2 separate regions of the Cricetulus griseus genome follow, and region 2 is linked to region 1. A link is a contact called in public Hi-C data. All regions are on one chromosome and are shown on one strand. Each heading gives the region's core, a stretch centred on a gene start, on an enhancer-like site or on the middle of the called end of the contact. The rest is flanking DNA. Distances are from core to core; before and after follow the strand shown.

Region 1 (6,685 bases), core at 963-3,462:
AGAAGGGCAGAACAGTGTAGCTTGTTCCCTGTGGCCCTTTGGTAAAATTACTAATCCACCCCTGACAGCTGATTAATCACCCCTAAACGGCTTGATAGTTGACTACACTGGTCTTGAACTTCAGCTCATAAACTTTGGAGGGGTTCAAACATCCAAACCACATCTGGGATGGGTTTCACATGGCCATGGGGGAAGAGGCCGTGCTCATTTGCCGAGTCCTGATGAGGGATGAGGCACACTAGGGCCAGAAGTCGGGGAGAGAGAGAAAGGGGAGGGCTGGGCTCTTATCAGAGATATTTGGGGCCTAGAGGTGGACAGGGAAGAGGATCTAGGCTGAGCACCCCTTTTCCATATTATACCCTGAAATTTCATCAGTTTGGGGCTTCTAAGGCTCCATTTGGTTGAATGAGTGAGGCCACAGTTGGTTCCTCAGCCTAAGGTACTCTGGGGATGGAGCAGGGCTGTGCCTGGTGCTGGCTACAGCTTAAAGGTCTGTAGCTAGAATGAAGAGGCAGCGCAGAGGTAGTATGGCAAGATGAGAACTGGACAATATGCCATGAGAAGAAAAGAACTTTCCTAAATGTCTCCACGGAGAGTGCAGACCCAGTATGGGTTTTCTTGGCAAAGGCTGGCTCATGTCATGCTAAGATGGTACAGTTAGGGGCCTCTATTTATTTGTTTATGAGGAGGAGATAGTGTCTCACTACATAGCCTTGGCTGGCCTGGAGCTTGCTTTGTAGACCAGGCTGACCTCTTACACCTAGCTCAGCCTCCTGAGTGGTGGGATAGATAAGGCTCTCATTTAACATCAAGGATCTTCTCCCAGCACAAGTTACAGTGTGGTGGGTGGTGGAGTCTTCGGGAGATGCAGTCGTTAACTTTTCTATCACAGGTGGGCAAACTGGTTCCTCAAAGTAACGAAGAAGCCTATGGTTGTTGGTTGTCCAGCAGCTTCCCACGGGCAATTTGCTTTGTAAACATGTCACATGTTACACCAGGGCAGTAGCAGCAGTAGAGGTGTTGGTGGTAATGGTTGTTGAGGCAGTTTCTCCTCAGCAGTGGGCAGGTTTCAGTCCCTGCTCTTCAAGTAAACCCGCCAAACTCCCCTCCAGCTTTCCTAAATTGTCCTTCCGGGATTAAAGAAGTTGCTAAAATAAATGCAACATGGGCAGCTATCCTTGAAGGTGCTTCATCTTCCCCAACTGTAAAACAAAACGGGTAACCACAGTTAACTAGTGCAGTTTCCAGGGGTTTGTTCCGGGATGCTCTCCCGTTCTGGTCTCCGGGACAACTCCTGCCCCAGTCAGAGGCGGGTTTGAGCCAGGGTCCCGTGCTTTTTAAGTTCATTATTCTCTTCCTAGCTAGGTAGTCGCAGGAAAGCAAAGCACGTTGGGGCCCCTGGGCCTTTCGTTCGCCTGGCCTCCTGGTGCGGCTGGACATTGTGAGCTCCGGCGCTCCCAGGTGCAAGAAAAGGTGGAGGAAGAGGATGGAACTCAGACGGTACCCGGGACCCCCACCCCACGCCATCTCCATTACCCCGCCCACCAACGAACCCCGCCTCTAGATAACGCACCCATTTGTAGAGCCCCGCCTTCTTTGGGCCTCGGGGCGGGGCCGTGCCGGGGCTGCCCGCGGAGAAGCCCAAGCGGTGGAGATCGGGCGCGCGATTCGAACCAGCGAGCTCTGCAAAGGCCTGGGGCGTCCTGGGGCCTTCACTCTGTCCCCTTCCGCCCTCGCAGGTCTTCAGGTTGGCGAGCCAGCCCCTCAGCGTGGGCCCTTACCGAGGCACGTGATTCCCAAGGCCCCCGCCGGGTTTGAGAAAAGTTTATGGTTTGGATATTAACAGAAGGGCTTAGCGTTGCGGGAGGGCAGAAAGAATCGGAGATGCTGTGGCCGCCCACTGGAGACAGCATCGGGCCCCCTCCGGAGCGAGCATGGGTCTGAAGACCGCCGTTTCCCCCGAGATTCCTTCGAAGAGATGCACGATGTGGCAACAGCCGACCGCAAATCACAGGTCACCGTTGCACTCCCAAAAGACAGAGATGTCAAGCCACTTCTAAAGCTCCTGGGGTGCGTGCGCTCCCAGTCCTCACACAACCTCTAGTCCCTGCTTGGCGTCACCGTCACCCTCGGCGTCATGGTCACCCTCGGCAACCAGGCACCCGGCCGGGAGTCCTGTCTCTTTAAGGGCCCCTAGAGCCTTGGTCGTTTTGGTTTCGCGCGCCCGCCCGCAGCGCCGGCAGAGCAAACATGGCCCGGGCGGCGCGCGTTGCGTGGGTTCTGGGCTTGAGCCGGTGCGCCTTGGCCGAGGGGCCGCGCACACGACCCTGGCCGCCAATCTCGGCGCAGAGTTGGGCCGGCTTCACCAGGGCGGCGGCAGGAAGCCCGGGCCCCGCGGTCCGCAAGGGGAGCCCGCGGTTGCTGGGGGCGGCGGCGCTGGCCCTGGGCGGCGCGCTCGGGCTGTACCACACCGTGCGGTGGCACCTGCGCGCCCAGGACCTCCGCGCCGAGCGCTCGGCTGCGCAGGTAAGGCTTGGCTGGCGTGGGCTGCGGACGTGGAGCTGGGATCAGCCCCGAACTCGGGACTCTTGAGAAGCCGCGGGGTCAGGAGTGGTCTCCTTCGCCCGCTCGTGACCTTGGGCGGGTGTCTGGGCCGAAGGAGTCCGAGGAGGTTGGTACTGACACCTAGAGCAGTTGCCTCTCATGCCGTGGGCTCTCCCGTGTTCTAAGGGCGCGCACGGTGCCGCGAGTAGCCTCTTTGGAATGAGTGAGCCTGACTCCAGACCCAGCACTGGAGGTGTGCCCCAGCCTGCCGTGGCTCGGCCGCCCTGTGGACATTTCATGAGCTGCAGAGTCTCCACCTTCCCTCCCATGGCCTTTTCCTGGACGCAGGAACTGGAAAGGGAGCTGAGTCCCTGTGTCTCGCAGATCTCTTCCCTGTCTATCCGATTACCATTTGAAAATTGAGGGGGGTCGGCTGCAGCTGTAGCAAGCATGTCTGAGGGCTTTACTGTAGAGGAGCCACGTTCAGCCTCCCACTTTTGGATATCTCGGGGTAGACCTCACTTCTGGCCAGTGCTACTGCCCTTGCTTAGGGAGGACTGGAGGGGTCAGGGTGAACCTTAAGGACGAATGCAGCTGAAGAGAGACACAGCCTGCGATTGGGACAGGAGGAAGATGAATACATACATACATACATACATACATACATACATACATACATACGGAAGATGAATACATAATACATACATACATACATACATACATACGGAAGATGAATACATACATACATACATACATACACACACACACACACACACACACACACACACACACACTCGGGGCGGGGTGGGGGGCAGAAGGAGTGGGAGGGGGGGAAGTGTTACCAGTCTCTTTTTCTCTCCCCCAGCTGTCTCCATCCAGCCACCTGCAGCTGACCCTGTACCAGTACAAGACATGTCCCTTCTGCAGCAAAGTCCGTGCCTTCCTCGACTTCCACTCCCTGCCCTATCAGGTAGTGGAGGTGAACCCTGTCAGAAGGGCTGAGATCAAATTCTCCTCCTACAGGAAGGTGCCCATCCTGGTGGCCCAGGAAGGAGACAGCTTGGTGAGCCTTGGGGATCCCATGCCTCTCTTCTGTCCCAGGATGTCTAGTGGTGGGAGCCTGTAGTCATGGCTGCTCTGATGGTTCCCTGAGCCCTTGATGCTACTTGGGTAACATAGCAGGATGTAGGAAATGCCCTTTCTTTCCCTGTTGGTCCAGTCTTGGGGGGCAAGGTGGGGATGCACTTACAGATGAACAGACTGGGTTTGCAGCTGGGGTGATCTGGGTCTGAGGTGTGGCTCTGCCACTCACTCGCTGTCTTAGGGTTCTATTGCTTCGATGGGACACCATGACCAAAAAGCAAGTTGGAGAGGAAAGGGTTTATTTCACTCACCATCCATATCATCAGGAGCAGTGAAGGCAGGGACTCAAATAAGGCAGGAACCTGGAGTCAGGAGCTGATGCAGAAGCCATGGAAGGTGCTGCTTACTGGCTTGCTCCTCATGGCTTGCTCAGCCTGCTTCAATCCAGGGATGGCCCTACCCACAATGGGCTGCCCCCCACCCCATCAATCACTAATTAAGAAAATCCCTTACAGCTGGATCTTATGGAGGCATTTTCTCAATTGAGGCGCCCTCCTTTCAGATAACTCTAGTTTGTGTCAGGATGACATAGACTGGCCAGCACACTTGCCTGTGACTTCATGACTTTCACTTCTATGGGCTGGCCTTTTGTTTTGTTTTGGATATAATCTTTTTTTTTTTAAGATTTTATTTATTTATTATGTATACAACATTGTGCTTCCACACCAGAAGAGGGAACCAGATCTCATAATGGATGGTTCTGAGCCACCATGTGGTTGCTGGGAATTGAACTCAGGACCTCTGGAAGAGCAGTCGGCGCTCTTAACCTCTGAGCCATCTCTCCAGCCCCTTGGATATAATCTTGTTATGTTGCCTGAGTTGGCCCAGAGCTCAGTACCCTTCTGTCTTTTGTTTTTGTTTTTTGTTTTTTTTGTTTGTTTGTTTGTTTGTTTTTTCGAGACAGGGTTTCTCTGTGTAGTTTTGGAGCCTGTCCTGGCACTGGCTCTAGAGACCAGGCTGGCCTCAAACTCACAGAGATCAGAGATCCACCTGCCTCTGCCTTCCGAGTGCTGGGATTAAAGGCGTGTGCCACCAACGCCCGGCTCCCTTCTGTCTTTTGAGTGATAGCATTATAGACATGTGCCACCATGCCCAGATGTGGGGTCTGCTTATCTTATTTGTACATTTATTTTGTTTTTAGGGGGCAGGGTCTCACTGTTCTGGAACTAGCTGTGTAGAGCAGAGTGGTCTTGAACTCACACAGTTCCACCTGCCTCCCTAGTGCTGGATCAAAAGTGTGTGTCACTGTGCCAGGCTTGTTTGTTTTTTAAAATTTCTACTTAAGGGCCTATGAGATGGCTTTAGGTAAAGGTGCTCACTGCCAAACCTGATAACCCCGAGTTCGGTCCCTAGCCTCACATGTTAGAGAGAACAATTTCTTGCAAGCTGTGTCACTCACAAACACAATAAAATGTAATCTGAAAAACAAAATAGGCAGCTGGGCGTGGTTGCATAGCCTTTAAATATCTTCCACCCCTGCTTTGGGGAAGCAGAGGCTCATGGATCTCTGTGAGTTCAAGGCCAGCTTGGTCTATTGAGTGAGAACCAGGGCTGCTGCTATACAAAGAAACTCTGTCTCACCCCCCCCACACACACACACAACAAAAAAAAAAAAAAAAAAAAGGAAAGAAAGAAAAATAATAACAATAAAACCCCTGCCAGACATGGTGGTGTATACCTTTACTCTCTGCTTCATGGGAGGCAGAAATAGGCAGCTCTCTTTGAGTTCAGGCCAGCCGGGCCTACATAATGAGACCCTACCCCCCCCCCATTTTTGTCTTTAAATTACATTTTTTAAATTTATTTAGTGCATGTGTGCAGGTATACATGCATACCATAGTTCAAGAGGTTTTTTGTTTTTGTTGTTGTTTGATTGCTTGGTTTTTGTTGTTTGTTTTTTGAGACAAGGTCTTATTCTGTACCTCTGGTTGGCCTAGAACTGGCCATCTTTCCATGTGCAGGGTTACAGATGTGAACTAGCATGTGCGGCTTTGGGCTAGCTTCTTATTAGTTCATAGGAGTGCAGACACTGGGCTATAGGGACAGTAGGGAAAAAACCCTGGCACTGGGCTTGGTACCCTGTATATAGCCTCTAGGTCCTGCCCTGCCCTTGGTGCCAAGAGGCCAAGGCTTTCCCAGTCATATGTCCCCAATAGCCATACTTGGTCACCCTTACTCAGAAAGAGGACCCAAGGGTGGGGAGCAATGAGCTCAGGGTGTGGGTTCTGGGGTGAGTTGTGGTGGATCAGCAGAGCCCAGCTTCGAGGACGGATACCTTGTGTGCTGTTGTTTTGTTGTTTGTTTTTGACACTGCTGGTGTTTAAAGAGCCTGATCCTTCTAGCTGCCAGCCCGATCCTCTGAGCAAACCTTTCTCAGGGCAAGGGGTGTGACTCAGGAACACAGTGCTTGCCCCTCATGCCCCAAGCCCTGTGTTCTGTCCCCAGCAACACAAGACAGTTGTTTCTTCTCTTCCAGCAACAGCTGAATGACTCCTCAGTCATTATCAGCGCCCTCAAGACCTCCCTGGTTTCAGGGTAAGTTGCTCCTGGGAGGCAGATCACAGCCTCATCTAAGAGTGGGGCTGCTATAGATATTTCTAGAATAGACCAAGGATGTCCTACTCCAAGGCCTGCCTTCCTCCTCCTATCAGTAAAGTGTTTCTCGTGTCTAACCTAATCCCTTTTGCTGCAAGTGAGTGACTCTTCATAGGCTGGGTCACTGAGTAGCTGAGTCAGGCTGGGTTGGTAGGCCAGGGGGGCAGGAGGATGGAGTCAGGCTGAAGCTCTAGCCTTCCCCTGAAGGCAGCCCCTGGAAGAGGTCATCACCTATTACCCACCCATGAAGGCCATGAATGACCAGGGCAAGGAGGTGACCGAATTCTGCAACAAGTACTGGCTCATGCTGGATGAGAAGGAGGCCCAGCGGATGTATGGTGGGAAGGAAGCCAGGACGTGAGTGGAGCTGTGGCTGCAAGGGGGTGGGGTGATAATAAGGACC
Region 2 (6,393 bases), core at 494-2,993, 160 kb after region 1:
GGTGACTGACTGGGGAGGAGTGTTCGCTTTGTTTTACTCCCTCCTTTCTAACAATGTTACCGCTGCTCCCCATTCCATGGGCTGTTAGTATCTTGTCTCAGCTTACAGTAGAATATAAATGTCATACAGGGAAAGCAGCCTAGTGTCCGTGGTTGTTGGGGGGGGGATTAAATGATGTTTTTGTTACCTGTTTTGTTGGTGGTTTTTTTTTGTTGTTAAATTGTCTCATTACCGTGTTCCATGTTCTCTTGGGGACCAAAACAACAGAAGGGGGGTGTGGGTGTGTGTGTGTGTTAAAGTTTAGGAGGCCAAGGTTTTCCAGTGCTGCCCCCAGTCATAATCCTCACACCCTCAAAAACAAGAAACACCCCCCATCCCTCCCAACTGGGTTTCTCTTTGTAGCCCTGGCTGTCCTTGACCTCAGAGATCCACCTGCCTCTATTTTCTGCGTGGTAGGGTTAAAGGCCTGTGCTACCACCACCTGGCTATGTTCTCTGACCTTTGCACATGTCCTCTCCCCACAAATAGAACTGAAAACTTGGAGGGGAGGGGAAGCTGGCTGGGCTCGCCTTTAATCCCAGCCCTGGAGAGGCAGAAACGGATGGATCTCTGCAAGGTCAAGACCAGCCATGGTGGTCTACAGAATGAATTCCAGGCAGGATAAGCTTCGGAGAAATCCTGTCTCAAAAAAAAAAAAAAACAAGCTGGGGCTGGAGAGGTTAAGGGCACCAACTGCTCTTCCAGAGGTCCTGAGTTCAATTCCCAGCAACCACATGGTGGCTCACAACCATCTGTAATGAGATCTGGTGCCCTCTTCTGTATGCAGATATACATGGAAGCAGAATGTTGTATACATAATAAATAAAATCGTGTAAAAAAAAAAAAAAAGCTGGGCAGTGGTGGTGTACACATTTAATCCCAGCACTCTGGAGGCAGAGCAGGTGCATCTCTGAATTCGAGGACAGCCTGGTCTACAAAAAAAGTTCCAGGACAGTCCAGGGCTATTACACAGAGAAACCCTGCCTTGAGAAACAAAAAAACTGCTTTGGTATGGAGAACCACTCTGTCCTGGGGATTTACCCACTGCTTAGGCACCCTGGGCTTGGGGTTCTAATCATCAAAGAAAGGGGGGGGGGTCAGAGGGCACAAAGAATGAAGGAGCTGCTGCCTCAGGTAGACACTCAGAAACCCAGAAGTGGGCAATAAGGGAAGGAAGTAGTCAGCCAGTCTGAGAGTGTCATTCCCTCTCTGCCAATGGAACTCTTCCTCATCGTGCTTGCTTGTCTGACCCCACCTCTCTTAGGCCAGTGGTGATCATTCTACGACCCATTCCACCAACAATTTTAGGACCAGGAAACAAGCATTAAATCCTGGTGTCTGTTTCTCTGTCCGTCTCTGAGCCTCACTTTTCCTACGTGAAGTTTAAAAGAGGGCTTTCAACCTTGGAATGCATGTCGCTCTGGCTTGGGACTGTATGATGTTTAAAAGAGGATTATTTGGGGAGGGTCTGACAGTGCTGTAGTCACAAAGACCAGGAAGTCTGAGTCTTCAGCCACACAGCTGCCTTCAGAAACTACATTTCCCGACATGCAAAGTGGGTGGGGAAACGTGCCCAGAACGTCCATCTTGGCCTGGTCCAAGAACTACAACTCCCGGAGTGCCACTCTCGATTTACAAGTAGGAAAGTCTTCTTACCGGATGTGTCAATTAGGAACCGGATGTGTCCTGTTGCTCCAGCGAAACGCTGGGGAGATGGTGAGCTCGGGGTGCAGTACCTCTGTGATTTGGGGATACCAGGGGTCCGGCTCGGAGTTTCCTTTGGAGTTGGGGGTTGGGCTTTCCGAATCCGGATTGCTTACCCGACCACTTTGCGGACAGGTGACACGGGGCTCCGCGCGGTTTGCTAGTCAGCCCCCGTGTACAGCTGTTGAATGAACGAGGAGCTTGGAGTGTAAACTGGCGGCGCGGACCCTCCATTAGTGCACTCCACGTAGAGTCGCCTCACCAGCTGAGCCTTCCTTTTTCTCCAGGCCACCGGGACAGACCAAGTGGTGGGATTTGGCCTCGTCGCTGTTAGCCTGATCATCTTCACCTACTACACCACTTGGGTGATTCTTTTGGTATGTGTCCTCCCCCACCCCACCCAAGCCCACGTTTATCCTGCCCCGGATCTCTTAACAAACCGACTGCTAACACAACTTAAGCAGCATCTACATGCCAGGCACTGTGCTGGATGCTTGGCCTGCCCTAATTTCGCGAAATCCACTGTGATTGTTGATGGTGTCTGCATTTTATAGATGAGGCTGAGATCCGGGCAGAATGGTAAGGCTCAGACTCAACTGCTGCACTGTAAGGTTAGCCAGCTCCTCCTGGGTGTAGCAATCGCCCGTGGATTTTACTAATACCTTGAGGCTTTCTCTTTTTTAGTTGTGAAAAGGTCTGTTAGTTATTGCTTAGAAGTGCATTGTGTTTGAAAGCAGGTATCTTGCAGTACTTGGTATCCTTTAGAGAGAAAAGTTAGGAGGGCTGGAGAGATAGCTAGCACAGCGGTTAAGAGCAGTTGGCTGCTCCTCCAGAGGATCAGGGTTCAAGTCCCAGCACCAACATGGCCACTTCCAGGAGATCCAGCAAAAGTGCCTGGCACACCAGTGCTGCTTAAGTGTTAGGAGTTGCATTGGAGATTCAGGGCTTGGATGAGGTACATCTTGCTCGCATGTGCACATAATCAAAAAATGAAATAATTTAAAAAGACCTAGAATTTCTGGATTCAGAAGACAGGAAGGTGGGTCTTTGTGAGCCCAGCCTGGTCTACATAGCAGTTCCAGGTGAGCCAGGGCTATGTCATGAGACCCTGCCTCAGAAAACAAAAGGAATGGTTTCCAGTACTCAGAAGGCTAAGGCAGTAGTTCAAGGCTACCTGACATAGTCAAAATACATACCCACACCCAGAGGCACGGAGGTTGGGAACCTCGTAGGTTGTTTGCTAAGCTCGGGATGCCGTCGGGCAGGTCCTCAGGACCCAGTGCTGTTAATGGGTTTAGCCCCTTGGACAGAGGAGGTGGGATGGCCTCTCATTGGGCTGGGTAAAATGAGCAGTACTCACCAGAGCTCTTGCCCTCGGTGCCAGCCCTTCATTGACAGCCAGCATGTCATCCACAAATACTTCCTGCCTCGTGCCTACGCTGTCCTCATCCCGCTGGCCACGGGCCTCCTGCTGCTCCTATTTGTGGGTAAGTCTCCCATTCTCCAAAAGTCTCCTGACTGGGGGGCAAGATGTCTGGAAGGCCAGCCACTCTCACCCCAAGTGTGCGTCCATACTTTGGCACTTGGTGTTCATCTGCCTAGAAGCTCCTTGGCCCCAACTCTCCCTGGGGTTTTCCTGTTCCTCCTTAAAGGCTACAAGCAGAAAGCCCTCTGCTTGTTCCAGTGCTTCAGGTTTGTGGGGCAGTAAGGGATGTCTGTCTCCCTTTTCCTGTCTCAGCTTCATCTTCACACCTCCGCCACCTACCCTTTTGTCACCCTGTCACCTCTCTTATTGCTTCTGTGGGTTGGGGACTGTGTCTTCATCATTACAGCATTCTAAGCTCTAGCGCAGGAGTGACGCTGAACGAGTGCTAGGAGCGTTCGGGTGACTGGACGATGGGACGGTGCTGGTAGGAAGGAGGGTGGATATGTGAGGACATGGATGGGCAGATCACTCACCATGAAATCTGAAGCACTCAGCAAAGCATGTGACAGATGATGAGTGGCCATGGGGCTTAAGGAATGACTGTGAAGGTGCCTACAGGGTGTTTGTTTGGGAGCCCTGGCCATCCAGCCTTCATTCTGGTCCTTTTGCTCTGTGTGTTCTAGGATTGTTTATCACCTATGTGATGCTGAAGAGCCGAAGACTGACCAAGAAGGCTCAGTGAGGGTCCAGCAGGGATGAGGATACCAGCCTTCTCCATATCTCCTCCAGGGAAGGGACCAAGTGTCACATCCTGATACAGTCAGCCTGACTGCTGCAGTCCTCTTTAGGAGGTGGGGCTGCTTACAGCTCAACTCTGACAAACTGGAGCCCTCTCCTCTCTTATTCATCCTTCTGGAAGCCAAGAGGAACGTGGGTTGGGAAACCTCTCCCTCATGGCTTCGGGCTCAGGGCCTGAACATTGCTGGTCCTGTCCACCTCACAGTCAAAGCTCTCTGCCACTCCCACAAGGTTCTGCTCTCTTGCCTGTTTTTCCTCCTGTCATGTGCTGATAGATGCTGCAGGCTCCCCGTTTGTGTGCAGCCTCCCCTCGCCGTACAACCTATCTCTTCACATGGCAGCTCTTTTGAGTCTGACACTGTCCAGACTCCATGAGGACTTCTGCACCCAGAAAGCCCTAGTCCCAGCTGGCCTGTGTTTGGGAAAACTTACAAATAAATGTTGATCATGTTGGTGTTATGTCTCTGCCATCCTTGCTTCAGGGAGACTGGCTGGAGGAGGTTCAGAGATTGCCTAGTTGTGCAGTGAGGGTACCACAGGTCCAGCCTCTGTGCTGTCCCTATTCTAGACAGGGTAAATCGGGAACTGGGACAGATATGGTCCTGACTGGGTAAAAGTCACAGTTGGGGAGTCAACAGAAGCCTTAAGATCTTGTGTAGCCCAGGCTGGTACTAAACTATGTAGCTGAGGGTGACCTTGAACTTCTGATCTTTTCTGTCTCCATTTCCTCAGGGCTGGGACTCCAAGGTTAGGACACCACACCTGGGGTTTGAACCTATGGGCTCCAAGCTTGTTAGGCAATCATTCTTCCTACTAAGACACATCCCCAGCTTCTTGATTAGTACTTAAGGGGACTTAAGTATTTAAGTACTTAAGCACTTCTAGAAGCTTAAGCTTGAGTCCCTCACCCTGGCTCTCTTTCCCCATCTCTCATCTACACAACTGCACTCTCCTTTGCTCATACCCTCTCCAGCCACCTTTTGGATACAAAGCAACCATCTCTTCCTAAAAAAAGCGAGGGTCTCTCACTGGGCTTCCCCTACCAGTCTGGCTTCTGATTGCTTCTCAAAAATACATATTGGGCTGGAGAGATGTTTTAGCAGCTATTCCAGAGGACCAGAGTTCAGTCCTAGCACCCACATTAAGTGACTTCAACTGCCTGCAATTCCAGTTCCGGAGGACTTGACACTTGTAGATGCCACTGACACCCACACAAATGTGCACACAGACACACATACATAATTTTAAAGATGAATAAACAGTTTTTTAGCCAGCATATGTAAACATCTTTTTCATCTTCACTACTACCTTCCCTGTGGGTTGTCCTTCCCACCATCCCAAGGCTCTGCATGACAGGATCTCTAATTTCTACAGCCACTGTGGTCTCTTACTTGTGGGGAACACATCAAGTCCCTCTGCACCCCCTACTCCCATCATTCCAATCTATACTTTTCAAGCACCAGTTTGTGCTGGGCACTGAGGCAGGAATTGAGGTCCATGTGGTTCCTGCCCTGGTGGCACTCTCATTTTAAAAGGTTTGATGTAATAAACCAATACATGAGCAAGACAATCTCTGCTCATGTCAAGGGTGATGAGAACAAAGGTCATGTGACCCAGAGTGAGGAGGAAGTGCATAGAGTCCTGCAAGGTGGCAAGAAGGATCAAGGCAAGTAAAAGTCCAGTCAGACTTCTACTAGGGAGCCCAGGAAGTGGGAAGCCCAGAGGTGGAAGCTTGCAGCTGAGGCTCAGGGCAGGCAGGTGTTTGGAGTCAAGTCTAGAGTAGAGCAGATGGCCTGGGCCATGGTGAGGAGTTTGAATTCTGTTCCACTGCCAAGGAAAGTCACCGGAGGCTTAAAATACAAGGGTGACATCATCCCGTCTATGCTTTTAAAAGATCAGACTAGCAGCTGTATCCTTCCAGCTAGTTCACTACAAAATCTCTGGAGTCTGGCACTGCTCTGGCCCCCAGTGGGTGCTTCAATTCACACGAAAGAGTGTGCCGACTTCTATAAGACCTGGTGATAGACACTTCTTTCTATGCTTTTAGTTTCTTCACCTGAGAGACAGTCAATGGGAATTTCATGGCTACAAAGACCGGAAGAACACGATTTAGGCTACCTGCCTCCAGGGCCAGTACCAGAAAGGCACGTCCTTGGTTCAGAAGGAAATTGAGAAGAAAGCTTTCTCTCCGGCACCCCAACCAATACCCAGCGGCCCCGCCCGGCCAGGACCAGGGTCCGGAGGATGCTGCAGCAGCGGAGGTGGGGCCCGCAGGCAAACACCAGCGCCCCCCTCGCAGATCGGGAGCAACCGAGGCCAGGAAGCCTATTCTCCGGCACTCCCGCCAACGATCAGCGGCCCCGCCCGGCCAGGACCAGGGTCCTCAGGATGCTGCAGCCGCGGAGGTGGGACCTGTACGCAAAGGC

What was found. Hi-C and Micro-C count contacts between places; a contact is called where the count stands out from the background.
Region 2: a contact with region 1 is called in a Hi-C map of fibroblasts, with 3 times the contacts expected there. The contact joins the promoter of Dpm2 here to the promoter of Ptges2 in region 1. A contact is called at or near these places in 2 of 8 Hi-C or Micro-C datasets (fibroblasts and liver).

What each region holds. Positions count from the first base shown.
Region 1 is chr6:144,129,462-144,136,146 of CriGri-PICRH-1.0, forward strand. It overlaps Ptges2 (prostaglandin E synthase 2), which reads left to right and starts at 2,213. Exons shown (of 7, transcript XM_027423809.2): 1 at 2,213-2,526; 2 at 3,410-3,607; 3 at 6,164-6,222; 4 at 6,490-6,639. The coding sequence starts at 2,251.
Region 2 is chr6:144,287,692-144,294,084 of CriGri-PICRH-1.0, forward strand. It overlaps Dpm2 (dolichyl-phosphate mannosyltransferase subunit 2, regulatory), which reads left to right and starts at 1,744. Exons shown (of 4, transcript NM_001244535.1): 1 at 1,744-1,755; 2 at 2,031-2,120; 3 at 3,128-3,230; 4 at 3,853-4,422. The coding sequence starts at 1,753. The coding sequence ends at 3,911. Fam102a (protein FAM102A) reads left to right here. Exons shown (of 11, transcript XM_027423804.2): 11 at 1-186. Pip5kl1 (phosphatidylinositol 4-phosphate 5-kinase-like protein 1) reads left to right here and starts at 6,015. Exons shown (of 10, transcript XM_027423803.2): 1 at 6,015-6,393. The coding sequence starts at 6,049.